5 separate regions of the Mus musculus genome follow, and regions 1, 3, 4 and 5 are each linked to region 2. A link is a contact called in public Hi-C, HiCAR-type, Micro-C and promoter capture Hi-C data. All regions are on one chromosome and are shown on one strand. Each heading gives the region's core, a stretch centred on a gene start, on an enhancer-like site or on the middle of the called end of the contact. The rest is flanking DNA. Distances are from core to core; before and after follow the strand shown.

Region 1 (4,598 bases), core at 738-3,237, 600 kb before region 2:
TTCATTGTTTTAGCAAACAAAAGATAACTTCTCTTTCTCTGTATATTTTGTTTAAAGTTGCACGGACGCCGGGTGTGGTGGCGCACGCCTTTAATCCCAGCACTCGGGAAGCAGAGGCAGGTGGATTTCTGAGTTTGAGGCCAGCCTGGTCTACAAAGTGAGTTCCAGGACAGCCAGGGCTACACAGAGAAGCACTGTCTCGAAAAACAAAACAAAACAAAACAACAACAAAAAAATTGCACGGACAGGAGAGCTAACGCAGGACTTGGTTATTACCTTGGGTCCCCTACATCCCCACAGCCACTGCCTGCTCTCCACACTACCACCGCTGTAGATATGAGACCACGTGCTTCTGGTCCTTCCTAATACCTCCTAGGACTTTCACCAAGCTCTGGGAAAAAGAAACTCGGGGTGAACAACCTAGAGGTGTTGCTGAGTTTTTCTAAAGGTTCAGAAGTCAACCAGTTTGACTTACAAATGAAACGAACAGTAAATTAAATATTAACTTGCTTTTAAAAAACAACTCCTTTACTTAGGAGATCGCTATGAAACACGACTCTATCAGTGGACCAAGGAATATGGTCTATAAAAACAAAAACAAAAATGAACTTTGCTTGCTTCTAGGAAAGGAGAGGAGAGGAGAGGAGAGGAGAGGAGAGGAGAGGAGAGGAGAGGAGAGGAGAGGAGAGGAGAGGAGAGGAGAGGAAGAAATGGTAAAGAGTTCGCTACAAATACCTTCTGCAGAGTCCAGGCCTCTCATTCTCTGTGTGTCCAGCTGCTTTGATGTCTCTTAAACATTTAGTAGCTCCCAGGACAGAGGGTGGGGACAAAACCTTCTTAGGTATCCACCTGCAACGTTTAACTTCCTGGAAACCTCCCTTCCCACTCTAAGGGAGTAGACAACAATATTTCACGTGCTAACCTGGGCCCGCCAGATCTGTCAGAAGGAAGCTGGCATTTACCTAAGCCAACTGGAACTTGCTATTATTTACAGGTCAAGAGTTAAAATTTATTGAAGTTTGCTTTGATGAAAGAGGTTTACGTTCAGACTTTTGTACTTTCCAGCCTTAATTACTAACCTCATTAATCCTTACTTAATCGTTGCTATTGTCTAAGGTAGTCCTAATGCCATTTTTACCTGTTCGGGATGGTTAACATAACCGAGGTGAAACCAAAGAACTGAACAGTTAAAGGATTCAAAGTTCACGCGAACACACTGACAAAAAGAGTTGAGCCTCTTCAGTATTTCAAACACATGTCAAAATAATTTAAGGTCATTTTAGAAATAAGCAAGTCTTGGAAATAGAGGAACGGCGGATTAATAAAAGATTACAGGATATAGCATTTGAACTATTTGCTTCTGAGACAGAACGATCACCGGACCCACAGATTGTGACGGGGTAAGGTCCACTCCCACCTCTCTGTGCTGACAAATCGAATCTCCCTTCCTTAAGGGGCGCGGGTCTGAACGCCAAAGGTCCTGTTGGGCAGCCTGGAGCTGGTCTTGTGCACAGCTTGTCAGCGTGTGGCAGCCTCTCCTCCACCACTCGAACTTCAACCCTGACCCCCCAGAGCGGCACTGCACAATCTACGGTTTAACCTGTGCCATTTCAACACCATCACCAAGTATCCGAAAATGGGTCGCAAATGAATGAGCAGCAGGCTGGGAGGAGAGACAGCCACCAGCTGACCCCCAGCAGATGAAAACTGAGCAAGGATGCCCGGGGCGGGGCGGCCTGTGGGGAGGCGGTGGCGACCAGAGCCACGTCCCCCACTGGAGCCACGTCCCCGCGCGCTCCGCAGGACGCGCAGCCCGCAGCCCATCCTCCTCCCGGCCCGGCGCTCACCGCTCGCAGCCGGTGCTCGCACGCCGGGGGCGCTCGCTGGGCGCAGAGGACCCGGGGGACCGGGCCCGAGAGCTGCAAACTTTGCGCGGGTCTCGCCCGCATAGGTAGCCGCTCCGCCCCAGGCCGCAGTCCGGGCGCCGCAGCGGGCCGGGCTCCGGGCGGCTCCGGCGGCGCCGAGGGCGGGGTCTCCGGCCGGCGGAGCCCGGGGCAGCGCGCAGCTCTGTTTACCGCGGGCCCGCCCTCCTCCCCAGCCCGCGCCCTGACATCATTCATTCTCGCACTCTCGCCAGCCCTCTCCTGCTCCCAGCCGTGACTCACCCCGGGCCCGAGGCTCCCGCGGGCTCCCGCGACTCCCGGCGACCGAGTCTCTCCGGACGCCTAGCCGAGCTCGAAAAACCGGTGCGACTTCTTCGGGGAGGCGATCCCAGCTGGCCGACCGACCCTCCCTCCCCTCTGCGGCCCTACAAGATGCGGCGAAGGAGGGGCTTGGCAGGCAGCACGAGGTGGCTCCCGGCCGCAGGCTGAGCGCAGAGCCGGGCAGACCTCCCTGAACGCGGGCGGGGATCAATCTGGGAAAGTTCTCTAGGTGCCGCTCCCAGCAACTTTCAGGGGTGGGGCAGGGAAGGGATAAGCCACCTCCGCACCTCCTCGGGTTTCGGAAACTGCTTCCTAATAACGACGTGTGCGGGCCAGGGGCACCCGCTGACTCAAGGGGTGGTGCCCCGCCTAGGTCGAGGGGGTAGGTTTCCAAACATCACAAGACCGCTTGGCGAGGTTAGTCACCACGGGCCTGGTGGCACCTCTAGGTGAGCTGGAAGGGTGCTTGTTCCCGGTTAGTGAGACTAATGATGCTACCCACCTTGTCATTTGCTCCGTTAGGTGAATTGCGTCCTGGCAAGGATGAGAAACCGGAACCAGAATGACTCTGAAAGAGTGACTCTCCACTTAAATGAACCTGTGCGTTTCTGTTGCCTTGGGGCACAAGTGTCCATATGTGTGTGTGCCCCCCAACCCCCATCCCCGGCCCCGGCTGATCTTACCAATTAGGTTGCAGGAAGGGTTGCTTCTGTCTAAAAATGGCCAAGGATCAGCATTTCTTTGGAGTCGTTTCCACACCTTGTAGCAGTTTTCAGTCAACCACGGTCGTTTTGGAGGGTGTCACTAGGCATCCAGGCAGCTGGCTAAACCTCCAATGAGTTTAATTGATAGAAATGCTTTTTATTGCATTGCCTACTTCCCTTCTGGTTTTAAGTTTGAACGTGTAGGATTGTACAGACTGTCCTATGGGAGTTAACATAATCCACAAAAACAACAATAAGCATTTCTGGTGTTTTGTGTGGGTATCATTTGTGTCAATAATCATTAAACCCAATGGCAGCAAAATAGAACTTTGGAGGGGAGGTGCCAAGGTGGCAGGTCACAGATGATGTCACAATCCAGAAGTTTAAGTTAACCTCTCCTGCAATTAACCACAGGTTAGACTTCATTGTGGGGAGCGCACTTGTTTTCAAGTTACAGAAAGGTAGGAACCCAGAAAAGAGCATCAACAAATAAATTTGTTTTCCTTGGGTTTATTTTTCCTTTGCAATGAGGAGTTCCTTTTTACTTTTACAAAACCTAGGCATTTTGCCCAGAAGGCAATAGAAATGGATTGGCTTGCTAGCATGCTGACCAAGTAAATAGAAATTTGAACTAACATTTTTTCCCCCCCAGACAACCACAGATGTAATTCAGAAGTTTAGTGTCTTGATCCGTGGGTGCAGAGAGGGTCAAGATTCTATGTAGGTGAATCTGGGTGAACAACCCACCTACCTCCTACTTCATAATTCAAATATTTTTACATTATGGAGATATATACCTAATATAAGTATACCTATATACTTAAACCTAAGTAAAGACCTGAGGAAAACGACGCTGTAGGATTTTTGAACTGTGTACATGGGTGAAGTTTTAAGAGCCCCAAAGCCCTCAGCCCTGGGTGTACCGTTGCAGGATATGATTGCTATAGATTCTACATAGACCTCTGTGCCGAAAACTGTTAAATGGAGAACTAGGAACATGTGGTCCTTTGTGCTTCAGTTGCCTATTCTGTCATGCCATTTACAGAAAAATAAAACTGGGAGTGCTGAAACACTCCCATAATTCTCGCTTTTGGGAGCCAGAGTCAGGAGCATCGGGAGTTCAAGACTGCTCTCCTCCATATAGGGACCTCAGGTCAATCTGAGCTACATAAGACCCTGCCTGACTCCAAAACTCTCAAACAAACAAAAGACAAACAGGTAAGAGCGAGTTTCTGAAGGAGCTCGGTGTAGTTTTTCTGTGATGTTCACTGACTTTTAAAACAGCAGATTCTGGGGTTGGAGAGAGTACTGGCTGCTCTTCCAGGGGAAGGGGTGGGTTTCAATTCCCAGCACTCATGGGGCAGCTTACAACTGTCTATCACTCTTGTCCCAAGGGATCCAATGCCCTCTTCTGGCTTCTATGGGCCCTGCATACACAGGATGCACGAAAACACCTATAGCATAAAAATAAAAATGTAAAAAGAAAGCAAATTATTTATCTAAATGCCCTTGTTTTAACAGTTTCTTTTCACTGAAAGAGGTTTCTTCTTTCTTTCTTTCTTTCTTTCTTTCTTTCTTTCTTTCTTTCTTTCTTTCTTTCTAACCTACTAAAGTTTACTAAATCCATGGTTCATCATCTTTTAAAATGCTGTTTGTTTGGGCTGAACAGATGGCTCAGCGGTTAAGAGCA
Region 2 (4,532 bases), core at 1,194-3,693:
AATAAGAAATCAAAGTTGCAAAAATGGTAAGATATTCTTTAAAATATCCCAATTAGCACATTTCTAACTTAATTTCCTGAATTTTTGTAATGTTTCTGATTGATAAATCAAGTCTAAACAAAAGCAAAAAGACACTATCTGTAAAGACAAAGAACTTATTCACAATATACAGAACACTTTCCTCCTCCTCCCCACCCCCCCTGTGTTCCATTAGAACCTTCTTATCCTTAAACCATACAAATTTGTTCTTGAGTTGACAAGGCACACACACCTTTTGTTGCCTAAAATTATATGTCCATGTATGTTATTTATCATTGTAAAGACATTTGCCACGAGATCTTCCCCTTTAGGCAATGTTGGATGTTTATTTCATTATCATTTGCTCTAGACACGATGTGATTTAGCAAATGTCTAGGGTTTATTTATCATGATGTATGGTGACTTTGTGTCTATTGCTACAGTAATGTCCTACTCTTCCTTCCACCCAGCCCTTGATAACTGCCATCCTCATTATCTTAGATTTGTAGAACTGGCACATGTCACAGGAGTCTGTTCTTCAAGAGTCACCCATGTTATTCTTATGCATTTAAAAAGTGAAACAAGAGTGATGGCAGTTGTTTGGAATTTCAGCACTGAAGCACTGAGGAGGAGGAGGAGGAGGAGGAGATAGAAGAGGCAAGGGGGGGGAAAGGGGTGGAGACAGGAGGATTACTAGCTTGGAGCCTAAGTTTGGGCAATGTAACTAGTATATGTCCTCAAGAATAAATCAAAAAGTAAATCAATCGATCAATCAATCAATCAATCAATAATCAATCAGCACATTTGTTTTACTTTAAGGCAATAGGCCAATCTGGAGAAAACGTGTTTTTATTTTCTAGTTGGTTGTGTATTTAAAAAAAAAAAAAAACCTCAAGGCATTGTGTGCATTGTGTATATGAAAATTTCTGGACAGGCTGACTCACAGGTCAGGAAAGTGAATAACCGACTCTGCCCAGGACCTCCCAGCTCTTGATGCACACCTTAAGTCTTGGCGTGCTTGGTGGAAAATATTAACGTCCTTACCCTTACCCCCTTCCCCTTAGCGTTAAATTAGAGTCCTGGACAGGTTGGTATATGCCAGAATTAGGTGTGAAAGAGGAGACCTAAACCTCAAAATTCTAGAGTGTGCTACTGGAGTCAGTTCATCACAGCGGACGACCTCTGTCTGACTCCATTTTGGCTCAAGGACACTGCTAGGGATTGCATGACTGAACTGCTAAAGACACAAGCAGCAACCTTTGCTCCTGGTCTCCTGGGTGACCAAACCTCTCCTAACCCAGAGCTTGCTGGCAAAGCTTGTCTCCTGCAGTGTTTGTGCTCCTGGCTGATTGCTGCTACTGGCGCCCCCAAGTGCTGCAAGCCAGTCAGCGCGTCAGAGTGGTTCGCTCGGTGGCCCTCTGCCTCTGTGGAACAGTGCAGAGAACTCCGAGCCTCAAAGACTGACTTGAAAGGCTAGCCAAGGCCTCCGGGCGGGGGAGGGGTGGGAGTGGGGGTGGGGGAACGAGCGGGGCAGCGCTCAAGAGGCAGGACCAGAAGTTTCTGGCCCACTTCACCACCCACCCGGTTCCCCATCAGGCTTTTTATTCTTGCCTGGGATTTCCTCTTTGCAGAGGACGCGTTGGCACCCTAAAAGTGCCTCATCAAGCCTTGAGGTAGCACAAGTCGGGTCATTATCCCCTTCCTCACTCCTTGTTTGGATTAAAGTGTAATGTGTATATCGGGTTGGGCGAGGGATGAGGAAAACAGAAAGATTCAAGCACTTCAACGGGGGAAGAATGGTCCCTTATTCCCCCTCCTCTTTCTTTGGTCTTTTCGCCCCTCTTCCTTTAGTCCTCTTGCCTCCCCCTTTGTTCATCTCCCCCCCCCTATTCGAAGCGGAACCCCATAAAGCACCTACAGCCAGACAGTCTCACACAGCACATTAACCGAGAGGCTCAGGCTAAAATCTAACTGGGCTGTACACAGTCCACCAAGTTAACTTGCAGATGTTCTCCAGAGCTTTTCCAGCGCTCCTAGCTGGAGGCTGAAGCTGGGTGGGAGAAGTAAGAAGCCATGGTTAGTGGCAGTCACCACAAATAGGGACAACTTTTCCTCTTCATTTCTGCCTGTTTCCAAACTCCCATTCACTCTCGGAGCTGTGATCGTCCAGGAAGAGCTTTCCCGTGTTCTTCTGGAGGTGAACCCCAAGTTTTTAGTTGTAGAGTGAAGGAGGGATGGGAGGGTAGGAAAGGTGAGAGGCAGGAGAGACAGCCTCAGAAAGAGCGCCTGCTGGGGGAAGGGGAGGCAAGCGGGAGCGTGGGGTGGGGGAGAGAAACGTTTTCACTCTTTGTCACTCTTGAATTGGGGGCGGAGGAAAACCCACTGAGGAAAGCTATAAAAAGCTAAGAGGGCGGGGGAGAGCAGCAAGAGAGCACTGGCCCTCCGCGCAGCGCATCACTGCTTCGCTGGCAGGGCTTAGTGGCCCCGTGTGAACCAAGGGACAACTCCTAACCGCACCAGTGGGAGTGCGCTTGCTGGGACCTCCGCTCGCCTCAGCTCTCCAGAGTCCGGTGGAGGGGTTGGGGGAGACTCTGATCACCAGTCACAAACCCCGCGGACCTGGAAAAGAGGGACTTGAGTGGTGCAAAGGTTGAGAGCTAAAGCACAGGAGAGGACAGAGGAGCAGAGGAGCCGGGGGAAACAAGAGAAAAGAAAGGAAGAAAAAGAAAAAGAAGCAGCAGCTGGGGAGAACCCTGTGCGCGGTTAAGGGAGGATTCCATCACCGCGGAAAATCGTGCAAAAGCGCAAAGGTGCTGAACACCAAACGAAGCCGGCAGGGCGATCTGCAGGGCTGGGTCTAACAGCACCTTGGGTCACGCCTCCTTGGCGAGAAGGCGTCTGGCCTTTGATTGCTTCCAGGGACTGCAGAACTTCCTGCCCGTCAGAGGAGCGGGTCTCGCTGGGGTCGCGTTTGCTCCAGGCTTGAGGCTTGAGACTAAGTTCTTAAGAGTCCCGAGTGTCTGATCCAGGAAGGGTTGGGGGAACTGTGTCTGTGAGGAGCCCACGCGCCCCACGTGAGGGGTTGAGTGTCGGCGGGCGTCCTCACTCCCCTGGCATTCCCATCTTTTCAGGGCTCCACCCAACTCCGGGAACCCCTTACCCGGAGATGGCCGCGCTGATGCGGGTCAAGGATTCATCCCGCTGCCTTCTCCTACTGGCCGCGGTGCTGATGGTGGAGAGCTCACAGCTAGGCAGCTCGCGGGCCAAACTCAACTCCATCAAGTCCTCTCTAGGAGGGGAGACTCCTGCTCAGTCAGCCAACCGATCTGCAGGCATGAACCAAGGACTGGCTTTCGGCGGCAGTAAGAAGGGCAAAAGCCTGGGGCAGGTAGGAAACCCCCCCAAACACACTCTTCAGCCAGGAGAGGTAGGGATCAGAGCTTTTGCATCTGCAGCTTGCCTTTGAGCCCTGCAAAAGTCAAAGCCTTGCCCAAGCCAGGTGTGGCGCTTCTGGCTATTTGGGAGGGGGTTGCTGAAGCTGGGTCTGCAGGGGTACCAGGACTTGGGTGTTTTGCTGGTCGCTGGGATGCTGGGTTACAGCGGGAGGTTTAGAGTTCTGTCTCATCTTTGTGTTGAGACATGAGTACTTTTAAAGATCTAGTGCGTTTCTTTGGCAAAGGGGCCAGAATGGTCCTTCCATCCAACAGGAGGCTGCAATGGATGTGAACAGGAGCTGACATAGCAAATGGGATGTGCTAGCCTTGATTCTAAGTGTTCACTTATTTAATCTTCACAACTCTGGAAGATAGGACCTGTTGACTTCAAATGAAAAGTTTGTGTATGCTCCAAACTCATAACTGGTATAAGTGACAGCGCGGGATGTCACAGTGCAGTGAAAATTTGGATCTCAGGCACCCAAAACATTTTACAATGGCGAGAAGGGGATTTGCTCTCTTTTGCACTTTCTCTGCCAAACTCTCAGCACTGGCAGGCAAGATCCGCAGTAGACTTGCATTTCTCACTCAAATAGAACTGCGAATAAATCAATTGGCAGGAAGAAAATAATGAGGTGACAATGACAGTTTCTTAAGTGCCTGCAAAGCAGCAGGGATACCAAAGCCGATTTTGAGAGAGGGTATTTCCCACGTGCGTCTTGATGTCGGTCACATAGGCAGATAGGTGGACGGTCCTTTACAAAGGGTTACACAGACACCCAGAGCGGACTGAAGCAAAGCGCGCGCGCGCACTGGGTACCAAGTGTGGTCCATGCGCGGTGGCCAGAAGAGGGGGCTCTGTGGGCACTGGGAACCACCGCAGCTCCACCTTCTGCTTCTTTTGTGGGAAGCCCAAATCGAATACCAGTTTGCCAAAACAGCACATACACCTCTCACACGTGTCAACTACAGACAGAGTTCCACGCTCCGCAGATGCAGTTTCTGGTTCGCTCAGAGTTGAGGCTGCCCCCGCTTTCAGCACGCTGTCGTCAGCTATAGCTAGCTGCCCACAGCCCAGGA
Region 3 (4,377 bases), core at 369-2,868, 520 kb before region 2:
AACTTAGAATCTTTTAAAAGAAAACAATTATTTTTTTAGGTGCATACAAAAGAATAGGTTTCTTTATGACATTTTCATAAATATATGTGATTGGCCTTTGTCCACATTTTCTTGTTTATCATTGTCCTTATTTTTAGTCTTTTAGTCTCATTCTTGTGACTGCTATAAGCAGAATTTAGAATTGTATTGAAATTCAGTCCTATATACTATTAGATTAAGAATCCCCTAGATAGAGCTAAAGGATGGAACACGCCTTGAATCCCAGCACTCAGGAGTGAGAGGCAGGTGGATCTCCGAGTTTGAGGTCAGCCTGGTTTACAGAGTGAATTTCAGGACAGCCAGGGCTATAAAGAGACATCCTGACTCAAGAACACAAAAACAAACAAACCAGAAAGAAAGAAAGAAAGGAAGAAAGGAAGAAAGAAAGAAAGACAAAACAAGCAAGCAATAAAGACATTTTATATATATGGTGGAGGAATAAGATCTGATTTGCATGTTAGAAGTACCTGTCTGACACTATTGAGAACAGAGAGGTTGGCAGAGGAGTGATACTTGTTGTGTGCGTCTCTCTGTGTGCGTGGTGTGTATGTGTGTGTGTGTGTGGTGTGTGGCGCGTGTATCTGTGCAATGACGACTCCTGTTAGACGTGGAGGAGGGAGATTAATTTGAGACTTTGTCAGTGGAGCAAATAGGAACTGACTTGCTAGCAATAGGCTATGCAAGTAAGCCTCAAGTGTTGATTGATATGTGTGTGTGTGTGTGTGTGTGTGTGTGTGTGTGTGTGTGATCACTGGTCGTCATCAGTAGCGGAGTAAGCAGCTAAATTTTGTGAGACTGTGGATGTTTGCAGTTATGGTTATGGTGAGCTTAAAGTTATGGGGATGAGTGCGAAGGGTTATAACTCCTGGAGAAGGCCTCCCCCTCCCAGCCCCATTCTTTTACGAACTGATCATGGACTATATGTGGTTGGAAATGCCCTTTATAGGTGAGCATTCCGCCTTGCGTACCAGGGAACCTGGATTTTAGTCCTCTATGAGTAGCAAGTACTAGAGAAGCCCCTTTGTGGCTAGTCAGCGGCAACAAACACTGCATAGAAATTTCCTGATAGAAAGCGGCTCTCCAAGTGGGAAAGGCGTCACCTTACAAATACTTTCTAATCCTTGATGAGATACAGTTGATGTCAAAAAAACATTGTGCACTGAGTAGGATTGCAAAGCGGTGAGCAACATGTAATGGTGAATTCACTTAAGTAATCCTACTTTTTGCAGGGCTGGGAAACATTTTTTCAAAGTCGGCCTAGTTGACAAGCGCACACATCGAGCCTGTGCAGTGTTTGCGGAAGAAAAGCTAGAGAGCAGCAGGAGCCCACGTCAGCTTCTTCCCCTACCAGCCTCAGCTCTAGGGAGCGTCTCCCACGCCCAGCTCTGCAGGCGTCGCTCCGCCTCGCTCACTGCGCATGCTCAGCATCTGAAGGCTCTCTTCAACAAACCCTCAGACCACGCCCCTCGTCCTGGGTCAAGGCGGAGCTTCAAGCGCCCCTCCTGGTGATTGGATGTTGAGGTCTCGACCCCGCGCCTCCGCTTCGCCCCGCCCTCCACGCTGCTCGGATGCCTAGCTCCAGCCGAGGCGATCACTAGCTGGAGCGCACGTCAGCGCGCGCCTGAGCCCGGGGTGCAGGCCCCGCCCCTTCTCCCTGCTCCGCCCCGCCCCTCGGCCTCTCTCCCACTGCTCGGCCCCGGGGCTCTCAGCAGCAGTGCATCCGCGCTCCGCGGCCATGGAGATTCCTGGGAGTCTGTGCAAGAAAGTCAAGCTGAGCAATAACGCGCAGAACTGGGTGAGTGGTGGCCGCAGGCCGGAGCGCGGGGAGCGTGGGTGGCTGTGGGAACCGCGGGCTGCCCGTGCATCCTGCGGGAGCCGGGGGCGGGGACCCGGGCGGCGGCGGCCGGTGAAGGCGAGTCCAGGCCCGGAGCTGTCCCCTAGGCTGGCGAGGCGGAGGGCTGCGGCGGAGGCAGACGGAGGCGCCTCTGCACGTTCCGGGTGTGCTTGGCCCAGGTTTGGGTCGGTCTCCGAGTCTTTACGTTTCTGAGTTGCAGTGTACTGAGAGAATAACAATGTGGTCATTCATGGATCGGGACTGCAGGACTGAGGTTCTTTGTGTCTCTGTTTTAAATTGGAATGTCGGACACAGACATACTTTTAAAGACTCGATTTCTGGTGACAGTTAGGTGTGGGAAGATTAATAGTTTCTAACATTGAACAGCGAGTGCCAGTTGGCTTCATTGGCCAAGTGCTATGGCTTCAGAGGGTCGTTTACTTCTGTAGTTTATTCATTGGTGGTGGCAGCTAAGATGGTAAGCGCGAAGCTGGAGACCATCCAACTTTGGAGGCTGCAAAGGCCCTGCTTCAGCGTTAGATGGATTTTTTTTTTCTTTTATTCCGCAGGTAACAGGATCATGAAGTTTAATTTAATCTTGTAAATCATCACCTGCCCTTGGTGAGTCAGGAGAAAGTTAAAAAAAAAAACGCTGTTTCAGGCTAGTGTTCTTTTGAAGTCATTGATTTGCCACGTCTGCTGTCAGATTCAAGAATTCTCACTGTCTTCTTTCATCCTTTACCTTAACTTCTTAGAAGGTGAGAGGGATGTGAGATAAAAGGGAGATTAGGAGGTTGGAAGGGACAGACTCCTGGCGTGGGCTCCAGTCCCCCGCCTTGCTGTTTGTAAGTTGGGTGATCTTGAGGACAGTCACTCCACTCTGAATCTCAGGTGACTGGAGGGTGTAACAGTGTGTCCTTCTCAGGATTGTCTTTCTGAGTAGAGAAGATAACGAAGGTGAAAGAGCAACGAAACCATTGCTCTGAAACTCCGATTCAGCATCACTATTGTTGCTAACAGGATTTTACGGATAGGGAGGTAAGTTGACTAAATTGGAGTATTTCAAAGAAGTTTCAGTAATACTGTCTGTCTATAAGTCATTTATTTAAAGATCATTTTGTTATTTTTTGAGTCTGAGTGTTTTCCCTGTGTGTATGTGTATGCACCAGGTGCGCGCCTGATGTTCCAGAAGGGTGTGTAGGATCCCCTTCGGGCTGCAGTTACAGGTAGTTGTGAGCCACCATTGTGTGTGTTCTGGGGATCCTCTGTAAGAGCGAGTGCTGTCAACTGCTGAGCCAACTCTTCTGCTGCCCTAATTCATTTATGTATTACATTATTTGCTAATGTAGAGATCCATATTTGACAGCTATAAAAAACCATGGGGCTCAGGGCTTGCTTTGCAGTTGCCCATGGCAACTGATTGTTAAGGGCATATGTTTTTATGGGCCACAGTGAGTGGCCTAAGATAGGAGTTTTATTGCAGTTTAGAGGCAAGGTTAGTTTGGCCCCAGGGGTTTTTATGAGTTTATGGAGAACCTCATATTTCTGAGGTGGGTGGAGCCATTACATCCCTGAGCGGAGACATGTTTGACTACTGAAGGTAGTTTTTGTTGGGGAGCAGAGATAAAGATGGGGTGGAGCAGGGTTGTGTAATGTAAATGTTTGGCTAAAGAGTTAGGGTGATTTTTCTAGGAGATTTGGAATGGAGTTAGAATTTTTTAAATTTTTCTGAACTTTCCTTTTTTTCCAGTCTCTAAAAGAATGACCTCCTCTAACACACTTAACTCATCCGATGGGTGTGAGTGTAAAAAAAAAAATCTATGCACTATTATGTTAATGTTCTCATTCCATAAAACGGGCAATCCAGGAAGACTGGTTTGCAGAGGAAATGCAGGCACCGACTGTGCCATCGTGAGGATTAAGTTGGCAGACTAGAAGCCTGGTTGACATAGCCACACTGTTTAAGGTGTTCTTGTTGGCCAATCCGGTGTGAACAGTTGAATGGCTAGCTAAAAGCAGGAAAGAAACGGACAGGAAAGACCAGACTAGACTGAGGCGATGACAGGGAGAGAGACATTAAAAGATGGTCCTGAAGTTTTGATCTGGACGTTGGGAGGTAGGCTGAAATGTTGTATCTACGTTAACTTGTTGAGTTTTTGCAGTGTTTCCCTGGGTGGGGTTTAAAAACCAGGACCCTGAATGTGTCCATGTGCTGTCCCAGAACTCATAGAGTTACCACATGTAGCGTCTCCATTTTATAAATGAGGAAACGGAGGGACAGGGTTAGATCGTGGTAAACAGCCAAATGAAAGAAAGGCTACATTAGATCGTGGTAAACAGCAATCTCGGCCAGTGAGTCAATTTCCAGACTTGAGACAGTTTGCAGATCCAGAACCCCTTGAATGAAGGGGTGGCCAGGTTCCTCTGAGGAAGGATCTTGATAAGACACTCAAAGGTTTTGCTGTTACCCTTTCTCCAGTTCTTCCCCAGAGGGACCTACGGCC
Region 4 (4,408 bases), core at 749-3,248, 970 kb before region 2:
CAGGGAAGATGTAGACTCGTCATTTAATCTCCTCTTGGCTTTCAAAAAATACCCTCTGGCTATTCTTCTTGCCCCCTCCCCCCTTCTGGGTTTGATGAAAAGGACCGGTCTACTCCGACTTCTTTGATGAAGCTGCATCTTCCAAGGGTTCTTGTGCTCAGTCAAATTGGCTCACTCAGAGGAGGAATTCTGACTTTGTTAAATTTATGTTAGCAGGAGCTGTAAACGTCTGAAACTATGTCCCTTTGCTCTTCACCCTATCACACTGGAGGCTGCATAGATTCACTCTAAAAATGGATTTATTCCCAACCTTCCTTTTATTCTCCCTGGTACCCTGAAGGAAAAATGCCATTTTTGGCTTTTGTAAGGTATAGTCTTGACAATTATTTAATTTTTAAAGAAAAGTTTTTGTTATTCTGACTTCTTTCACCAGCCCCTTGTTGTACCTAAATCTATCAGATTACATATGACCAACCACGTCCTATGCAGCAAACCAAACTATACATATATTTCAAACATATATATATATATATATATATATATATATATATATATATATCCACCTCCTAGCCAGCTCCCAAACTGGTAGTTATCAGTAAGCAAAGTTTTAAATGCTGACTTAAAGAACTGTTAAAGTCTACAATGCCCAATAGCCCACACTTTCACCTTTAAAAGAGAGCTCTTGTCCTAAGCGTTCTTATGTAATGAAACCAACACACGATTCGTTGGAGTCTTATTTTCCATTTAAGTAAGATGGAGATACAATTCTTCCTGTTTACTGCTCCCAGGTTCTACAGATGGCTGCCTCACTGGTCTAATGATTTTGCCTGAATATTTGACTTGAGGGGAGGGGTTGAGAGCTAAAAGACAATGTGTTTCCAAACTTAAGCCCCACTTACACAGTGACTTTCACAAAGCGTCGCCCTTAAAAGTCCTGTCCAAAATGCACCAAGGAGACAGTGGGAACCGGAGAATTTTTGAGGTTTGATTCGTATTTACATCCATCCTTTAAAGGTCCCTTTCAGCGGAGTCTCCAGGATGTCAGCAACTGCCCAGTGCTGCCTGCCTCTCCTAGGTTGTTCTTCTCCCTCCTTTTGGGATGTATTTTCCTTTTTCTACGAGGTCTCTACACGCTGAGTCGAGAATCTCCAAAAACCCACGTTCATTCGGTGATAAAGGCACAATGAATGTGATAGCGTAGAAGCGATATTTAAGGCTCAGTCTTCATCCACACCCTTCTTACTGATCCTTCCCCCCTGGTAAGCCTGGAGATTTTATTTTCGCTAGGGTGGTGTGCCCTTGTCTCCGAAGTGTGTGTGATTCACGGTTAGTAGAGTCACAACTCTTCTGTTTGCCTTTGCTGAATCTCTTCTCTCTGGTTAGGTGAGCAATGTGTTACATTTTCTCCTTTTCCTTCCCCTAGTCCCTAATTCTCGCCTTATTCCCTCTGTCAGAGCATCTATCAATGTGGTGTCGACCACAGCGCCAGCGGCTTTCTCTTTCATCTTCCTCCCCTTGCCTGAGTGAGGGGGCTAGAGTGGGCGGCGGGAAGGAGGTTGAAGAAAGACTGGCAAAGGACTAGAAGTGAGGCGCCGGGGGCGGGGTGGGGTGGGGTCGGCAAGAGAAGAAGAGATGCTCAGATGATGAAGTTAAGCCATTCCCGTAGTTTCTCGTCAATTTTCACGTGGGCCACACTGTTCTTTGGGGTTGGGTTACACACAGCACCCAGTCTATCTTCAGGTTGTATGGTGTCGTCCCCCCCCCCCCAGGCATGAACAGGCGGGCGCAAACACATACGCACCCCCACGGCGCCCCCCCCCCCCAAGTATGACTCGTCCTTTGGGTGCTAGGAAATGAACTAGGGCTGGGGGGGGGGGGAGAGAACCTGGATCTCCTCCTCCTCCTAACAGACTCCCTCCTCCCCACCCCTCCAGCAGGCAGCCAAGGAGAGCAGGAGGCGGGGGAGGGGCGGGGGAGGAGAAGCGACGCAAGTGAATAGCTTTGCAGCGCCGGCTAGGCGCGGCGAGGAGAAGCGGTGGGAAGGCGCAACCGCTCACCTGCGGGGCAGCGCGCACCGGAGGGACCGGGCTGCGCTTTCGTGGGCCCTGGCATTCGGACATTCCCGGAGCCTTGCAAGCGGCTACGCTCCGGGTGTTCCCCGGCCGGTCTGCCCGGAGGAGCCGAGGGGCCACCGGCAGCTCTTTGCTTTGACCGAGGGGAGGCGGGGAGAGAGGCGAGCCAGGCAGAAACTCGAGCCGGGAACAAAGAGGGATCGGGCTCGAGTGTGTGTGTGTGTGTGTGTGTGTGTGTGTGTGTGTAAGTGTGTGTATCGGCCCGAGCTGCGGGCTGGAACATTTGGGCCCGAAGCTCCTGCTGTGACTCCCCAAGACTCCGCCGTGCCAGCCACCGCCGATTCCCAGCGCTCATCATCACAAACTTTATTCTTGGCAAACTTCTCTTTTTCTCCCCTCCTCCTCCGCCCCTCCCCCTCCAGCAGATTAAATGCTCCTCCAGAAGGAAAACCGAAGCGAAAGGGAAGGAAAGAAGCTCTAACGCGGACGTCTGCAGCCCGGTGGCTCTTTATTGTTTACTCTGAAGGAAGTGGACTTTTCGGTATTTTCTGATTCTTCTCGTACCTCCGCTGGGGCAAAGGGAGCCTCTTGGCCCAGCTCTCCTCTTCTCAAAAACAAAACAAAACAAAACCCCAAATCACCGAAATCAGCATCCGAGGAATCCGTGGAGAGGTTTTGCACGGTGACGCACCACGGGACCCTCGTTTGCACTTTGGCAAGTCGTGTCCCCTCCGGAACCGGTGTCCTCGAAGCACAGACCCCAGCAACGAGTGCGGCGTGGGGTGGCCACCCAGCCCTGGCAGCCTAGCCTAGTGCACGCGGAGCGGCGTAGACGCTCTCAGAGGCGCCGGCGGCTGCCGCCCTCGCAGTCTGGTGCCCTTCGCCCCAGGGCCGGGCGCCGGCGTCCTTCTAAGTGGGAAAGCGCGGCAATCGCAGAGGCTCCTGCAGCTGCTCCAGCCGTGGGCCCCTCGCTTGCCCACCCGGCTTCCATTCACAGTCCTCCCGCACTCAGTCTTCCAACTCCCCCACCTCACATCGACCCTCCCTTCTTGCTGTCTCGGAGTGCTCCCGCAGCGGAGCGGAGATTACACAGCCGCCGGGATGCCCCAACTTTCCGGAGGAGGCGGCGGGGGGGACCCGGAACTCTGCGCCACCGATGAGATGATCCCCTTCAAGGACGAAGGCGATCCCCAGAAGGAGAAGATCTTCGCCGAGATCAGTCATCCCGAAGAGGAGGGCGACTTAGCCGACATCAAGTCATCTTTGGTTAACGAGTCCGAAATCATCCCAGCCAGCAACGGGCATGAGGTGAGTGGGCAGCTGTCCGGAGAGGCGTGGCGGGTCCCGGGGAAGCGGAGGGGAAGCAAGCAGGGTGCGCGACCACGGTGGCCATTGAGCCCTGGTCCCTCGCGGGCTGGGTGGGGAATAACGGCCCCTAGTCCATGGTGCGCACGTGTGTGAGCAGCGGGCAGGGAAATTTATCCCAAGTGTTTCTATGGCTAAACGGTGGCAAATGGGCAGGAAACGCTGGCCTATACCGGACCGGTTTCGTCCTCCGACGTTTCGGTGGCTCTGAGGGACGCGGTGCATTAAAACAGGGATGTCTAAACACAACTGTGAAGTCTATCATGGGGTGGAAAACAAAGTGCATCCGCTAGCTCTCTCGGTACAGTGCACAGAAGTGCGTTAAACCACCGAGGGCTCCAAGGAGCGAAGCCCCAGGCGGGAGGAAGGAGAGGCGGGCGTGGGCCTCGCAGAAGGGGCCGTCCCAACCGCCGTGGAGCCGGGGCGCGCGCCCTAACTGCGGGGGCGTTGCGGGGCCGGGTCCCCACAGCAGGAGAGGCTGCTGCCGGGAGCCGTGGGCGAGCCGATCCGAGCCAGCCAACGGCACCGATACCGCAGTCCTTCCGCCCGCAACCCCGGCGTTTAAAGTGGAAAGAAAAGCGTTTATTTGGGGTTAGGCTGGGTTGGGATCAGGCCCTGGATCTCTGCAGAAGAAAGGCGAGCCCTCGGCGGAAGCCGGGCGGCGGCTAGGGAGGAGGGACGCGCTTTATCAGATCTCCGGGCCAGCTGAAGGCGACGGCGCTGGTAACCCGAGTAGAGTAAATAGAGACACGTGGGTGCCGGCGCGAGGGAGCGGGGAGCCCGGCCGCGCGCGAGCATCGGATGGGCGTAGATCCCCACAGCCCACACCTTAGCGGCCACTCTGTCTCAGCAGCTGAGGAAACCTCACGGGGGCATCCAGTAGAAAAGTTCTGATACCCAAATGATGTGCCCAACGTTTTTTCCTTCCAGAGAAACTTGGAGAGTATAGCCTTTTCCTTAAATGGCAACTT
Region 5 (4,548 bases), core at 455-2,954, 540 kb after region 2:
TCCCATAGATGCAGAGGACTAAAAGTGGCACATTAGCCCTTTTGACTCTGAAGTTGTCCCTGAGTTCTTTCCATCTTCCAATTTAGGAGATTCTCCCAGGTTGTAATGCTGAAATCCCTATCCCAGGCCACAGGCCCTTCTTCTCCTGGTGTTAATCTCTTTGCTTGGCTCTCCCCTCTCTGCCAATTCCAGCAGACTGGAATTCCTTTTTGTGGTTTTATCTAATTTTTTCAGGATCCGCTTTAATTTTTTTTAAAACTTGAAGTAGCTAATTTCTGCTTTCTAACACACATACTGAAACCATCTAATTAAGGATGAAGCCTTTTTAGTCCTGTGACAGCATAGTTAGTAATGTCAGTGGAAAAGTACTTTTTTAAGTTGTTCTTTTACCTTGATTTATCAAAGCAAACACCAAGAGAAATGCTAATATTGTTACATAATTTGTTTAATATTTGTCATTTTCCTCCTATAAATCTATAAAATAGTCTCAAATCTAATATAGCATTAGATAATGTGGCTAAACATCTGCATATCCAGTGTCATTTATAACTATGCTTGTGAACGGTCGACTTCCTTTTATAAACATCAAATTTCCTTTTATAACCCTTCCTTTTGTATTCAGCAAATGACCTAAATGCTCATCTCAAAAATGAGAGGTTGAAAAATTAGGGTCTGCGTGTGCTGGCTGCATTCCATAAAGGAACGCAGAAACCAAGGCCTGCTAGCTCCCACTCTTAAAAAAAAAAAATTCACCCTACAACGAATACATTTTGTTGCAGATTGCTGTATGTCAGTTTACACTTGGAGGCGGCAACTTAAATTCTGGTTGAAAATTCCTTCTGAGGGAACACGTTGCTACCGCCACCTGGGGGAGGCTCTTTTCTACTTCATTCCAGAGAACTAGTGCTCATGAAGGATAGATCCTTTTCGCATCTGCCTCGTCAGACCCACACAAGAAGGGGGACTACCAGCTGTCTCCAGATTGCCTTCTCAGAAGTACTACTCAGTAGACTTCTTGAGAGCTGTAAGAAAGGACCAGAATGTAGCTACAAAGACATCCTGTATCTCATGCGTGATGTGAATGAGTTTGGGGAGGTGTGGACTATCAAATAACCAGAGGAGGAAGACAAATCAGAGATTTTAAATATCAAAACAAAACTAGTTTTAAAGAAAAACAACTTGCAGCTCCTTGTGTGCCTTACATACGTCATCAGTAGGTGTTTATGAGTTTGCATGTCCCCGACCGAGCACACAAGAGATTTTAACAGCTTAAGGTGATATGTTTCAAGTATATGCAAATAACCTAGGGAATTTTTCTAGAACAATTTGAATTTGTGAATTTACTACTGTTACATAGTCTGTAAATTATTATACACACGCATATATTCACTGGCAGTTTTCATGAAGTGATGCAGGGTTTATCCATTAAAATGGAAAAGTCTAAACTGTCACTAAGAATGTTTCGTACTTTGGCTTGGGTACCTTGTTACTTAATAGAAACACACTCGGAACTTAATTCTGGAAATATAGGTTTCAGGAAGTATTGATTTAAAGGATAGTCCTGTGAGATAACATATGTAGGCTCTGATTAGAAGACAGCTAATCACTTACAAAGAGGATGTCTGGTGACAGATTAACTAAACAAAACGATGCAGTACCAGTCCCCGGCTAGTACCACACAGTCAGGAGACCAAAGTCCATTTCAAAGAATAAACTGTACTGGTTCCAAGGAAACCTGTAAAGAATACATTTCTAGCATCAAAAGAGGTAAGTGGATTTAAAATGTATCATATATGTGATTGGAACTAAACAGAAATGAACGGCCACTTGATGCCATGGCACAATCGAATGAGCTGTATGAACGGCTACCTACGTATTGTTCAACTGTGTGGCTTCTGGAAGGTGCTTGCGATAAGACCTGGAAATCCTGGGGTGAGAAACCTTAGAGAACAAGAGAAACCTGGATTACTTAACACCATGTAACAGAATTATAAATCACAAGCAAAATAACAGCTATTACCAATTAAAGTGTTACTGAGGTCACGTGCCAGTTTGCCAGTCGCTTTGCTTACAAATCAATGAAAATGGTGAGTGAGCACGGGAGAGCTTTCCGTCTTCTGATATTTTCTTCACTCTCCTTCTTCAAAGTCTTGAAATTTTTATCGTGCATGTCTTCCTCTTGCTTGGTTAGTTACCCCCAATATAGTTTATTCTTTTTGTGGATATTGTGAAGCGTGCTGTTTCTCTAATTTCTTTCTCAGCCTCTTTGCCATTCGTATACAGGAAGGCTATTGACTTTTTTTTTAATTAATCTTGTGTCCATCCACTTCACTGAAGGTGTTTATCAGCTGTAGGACTTCTCTGTTAGAATTTTTGGGGTTGTTTATGTATAGTGTCTATCATCTGCAAATAGTGATACTTAGATTTCTTCCTTTCCAATTTGTATCCCCTTGATCTCCTTTTGTTGTCTTATTGCTCTAACTGGAACTTCAAGTACTATATGGAATAGATAGAAAAGAGTGGCCAGCCTTGTCTTGTCCCTGCTTTTAATGGAATTGTTTTAAGTTTCTCTCCATTTAGTTTGATGTTGGCTATCGGCTTGCTATATTTGCTTGATTATGTTTAGGTTCGTGCCCTATATCCCTGATTTCTCTAATAACTTTAACTTGAAGGGGCATTGGATTTTGTCAAAGGCTGTTTCAGGATCTAATGAGATGATCATGTGACTTTTCTCTTTCAGTTTGTTTATATGGTTTACACTGTTTTTATATATTGTTTATATGTTTACACTGACAGATTTTTATATATTAAATCAGTCCAGCATTTCTGGCATGAAGCCTACTTGATCATGGTGATGACTTTTTGATGTGTTCTTGGATTTGGTTTGCAAGTATTTTGCAGAGTATTTTTGTATGAATGTTCATGGGGGAATTGGTCTGAAGTTTTCTTTGTTGAATCTTTGTGAGGGTTAGGTATCAGGATGACTGTGGCCTCACAGAATGAGTTTGGCTTGGCTATGTTCCTTCTGTTCTATTTTGTTGAACTGTTTAAGGAGTATTGGTATAAGCTCTTCTTTGAAAGTCTAGTACAATTCAGTGCTTAAACCCATCTGGCCCTAGGTTTTTATTGGCCGAGAGAATCTTAATGTCTGCTTTGTGATATTAATTGAGACAAATGCCCATTTTCTTTAGATTTTCCAACTTTGTGGAATGCAGACTTTGGAAGTATGACCTAAAGATTCTTTCAGTTGCCTTGGTTTCTATTGTTATGTTCCCCATTTCATTTCTGATTTTGTTAATTTGGATATTCTCTCTGCATCTTTTAGTAAGTTTGGATAAATGTTTGTCTATTTTTTTAATGCTCAAGAAGAACTAACTCTTTGTTTCATTGAATCTTTGTATTGTTTTCTTTGTTTCTATCTTTTTGATGTCAGCCCTCAGTTTGATTATTTCCTGTCATCTATTCCTATTGGGCATGTCTGCTTCTTTTTGTCCTAGAGCTTTCAGGTGTGCTGTTCAGGTGCTAACATGAGATCTCTCCAATTTCTTTAGGAATGCACATAGTGCTTTGAACATTCCCCTTATCAACACTTTCATTGTGTCTGCTAAGTTTGGCTATGTTATGCATTCATTTTCATTGAGTTCTACAATGTCATTAATTTCTTTCTTTGTTTCTGCCTTGATCCCATAGTCATTCAGTAGTGAGTTGTTCGGTTTATATGAATCTACAGGTTTTCTGTTATTTCTGTTCTTGTTAATATTCAGCTTTAATTTGTGGTAGTCTGATAGGATACAGGAGGTTATTTCAATTTTTTGTGTCTGTTGAGACTTGCCTTGTGACTGGGTATGTGGTCTTTTGAGAATGTTCTATAAGATGCTGAGAAGATGGTATATTCTGTTTTGGGGTTGAAATGTTCTGTAGATATCTGTTAGGTCAGTTTGATTCATAACATCTATTAATTCCATTATTTCTTTGTTTAATTTTTATCTGAATGACCTATCCATTGGTGAGAGTGGAGTATAAAAGTCTGTCACTATAAATGTGTGAAATTCAGTGTGTGATTTAAGCTTTAGTGATGTTTACAAATATGAATTCCCTTGCCTTAGGGGCATAAATTTTAAAAATTGAAATATCACCTTGGTGGATTTTCCATCTGATGTATATGAAGTATCTTTCTCTATCACTTTTGAAAAATTTTGGTTTGAACATCTATTTTTTAGATATTAGAATAGCTATACCAGATTGTTTGTTGGGTCAGTGCTCACGAATCAGTTGGATTAACATAATAAAAATGGCCATCCCACCAAAAGCAATCTATAAATTCAACACACTCCCCTCCAAATTTCTAACAGAATTCTTTACAGACCTTGAAAGAACAATACTCAACTTCATATGGAAAAACAAAAAAACCCAGGACAGCTCAATCAATCCTACTCAATAAAAGAACATATGGAGGTATCACCATCCCTGACCTTAAGTTGTACTTCATAGCTGCAGTAATATAAACCACATGATATTGGCATAAAAAAAGACATGCTGATCCAAGGA

Evidence for each region. Promoter capture Hi-C pulls out the DNA fragments that hold promoters and counts their contacts. Hi-C and Micro-C count contacts between places; a contact is called where the count stands out from the background. HiCAR-type assays count read pairs that join an accessible place to other places.
Region 1: a Micro-C map of embryonic stem cells shows a contact between it and region 2, with 4 times the contacts expected there. The contact joins the promoter of Sgms2 here to the promoter of Dkk2 in region 2. A contact is called at or near these places in 2 of 484 Hi-C or Micro-C datasets (embryonic stem cells and nephron progenitors) and 1 of 115 datasets of contacts at active chromatin or transcription factors (pancreatic cancer cells).
Region 3: a HiCAR-type map of astrocytes shows a contact between it and region 2, with 2.4 times the contacts expected there. The contact joins the promoter of Papss1 here to the promoter of Dkk2 in region 2. A contact is called at or near these places in 7 of 39 promoter capture datasets (the 3T3-L1 cell line, cranial neural crest, frontonasal cranial neural crest and 3 more) and 3 of 115 datasets of contacts at active chromatin or transcription factors (the NIH/3T3 cell line, astrocytes and bone marrow-derived macrophages).
Region 4: a contact with region 2 is called in a Hi-C map of embryonic stem cells, with 3 times the contacts expected there. The contact joins the promoter of Lef1 here to the promoter of Dkk2 in region 2. A contact is called at or near these places in 2 of 39 promoter capture datasets (hippocampal neurons and liver) and 1 of 484 Hi-C or Micro-C datasets (embryonic stem cells).
Region 5: a promoter capture Hi-C map of stem cell-derived epiblast-like cells shows a contact between it and region 2, with 7 times the contacts expected there. The contact joins the promoter of Gimd1 here to the promoter of Dkk2 in region 2. A contact is called at or near these places in 12 of 39 promoter capture datasets (the 3T3-L1 cell line, cranial neural crest, embryonic stem cells and 7 more), 1 of 484 Hi-C or Micro-C datasets (cerebral cortex) and 1 of 115 datasets of contacts at active chromatin or transcription factors (craniofacial prominence).

Annotation. Positions count from the first base shown.
Region 1 is chr3:131,488,243-131,492,840 of GRCm38.p6, forward strand. Sgms2 (sphingomyelin synthase 2) reads right to left here and starts at 1,988. Exons shown (of 6, transcript NM_001379585.1): 1 at 1,848-1,988. It overlaps Gm36753 (a long non-coding RNA gene), which reads left to right and starts at 2,274. Exons shown (of 5, transcript XR_003954556.1): 1 at 2,274-2,804; 2 at 3,323-4,598.
Region 2 is chr3:132,082,849-132,087,380 of GRCm38.p6, forward strand. It overlaps Dkk2 (dickkopf WNT signaling pathway inhibitor 2), which reads left to right and starts at 2,444. Exons shown (of 4, transcript NM_020265.4): 1 at 2,444-3,406. The coding sequence starts at 3,185.
Region 3 is chr3:131,563,150-131,567,526 of GRCm38.p6, forward strand. Papss1 (3'-phosphoadenosine 5'-phosphosulfate synthase 1) reads left to right here and starts at 1,619. Exons shown (of 12, transcript NM_011863.2): 1 at 1,619-1,834. The coding sequence starts at 1,775.
Region 4 is chr3:131,108,299-131,112,706 of GRCm38.p6, forward strand. It overlaps Lef1 (lymphoid enhancer binding factor 1), which reads left to right and starts at 1,999. Exons shown (of 12, transcript NM_010703.4): 1 at 1,999-3,380. The coding sequence starts at 3,174.
Region 5 is chr3:132,628,142-132,632,689 of GRCm38.p6, forward strand. Gimd1 (GIMAP family P-loop NTPase domain containing 1) reads left to right here and starts at 1,705. Exons shown (of 3, transcript NM_001372140.1): 1 at 1,705-1,767.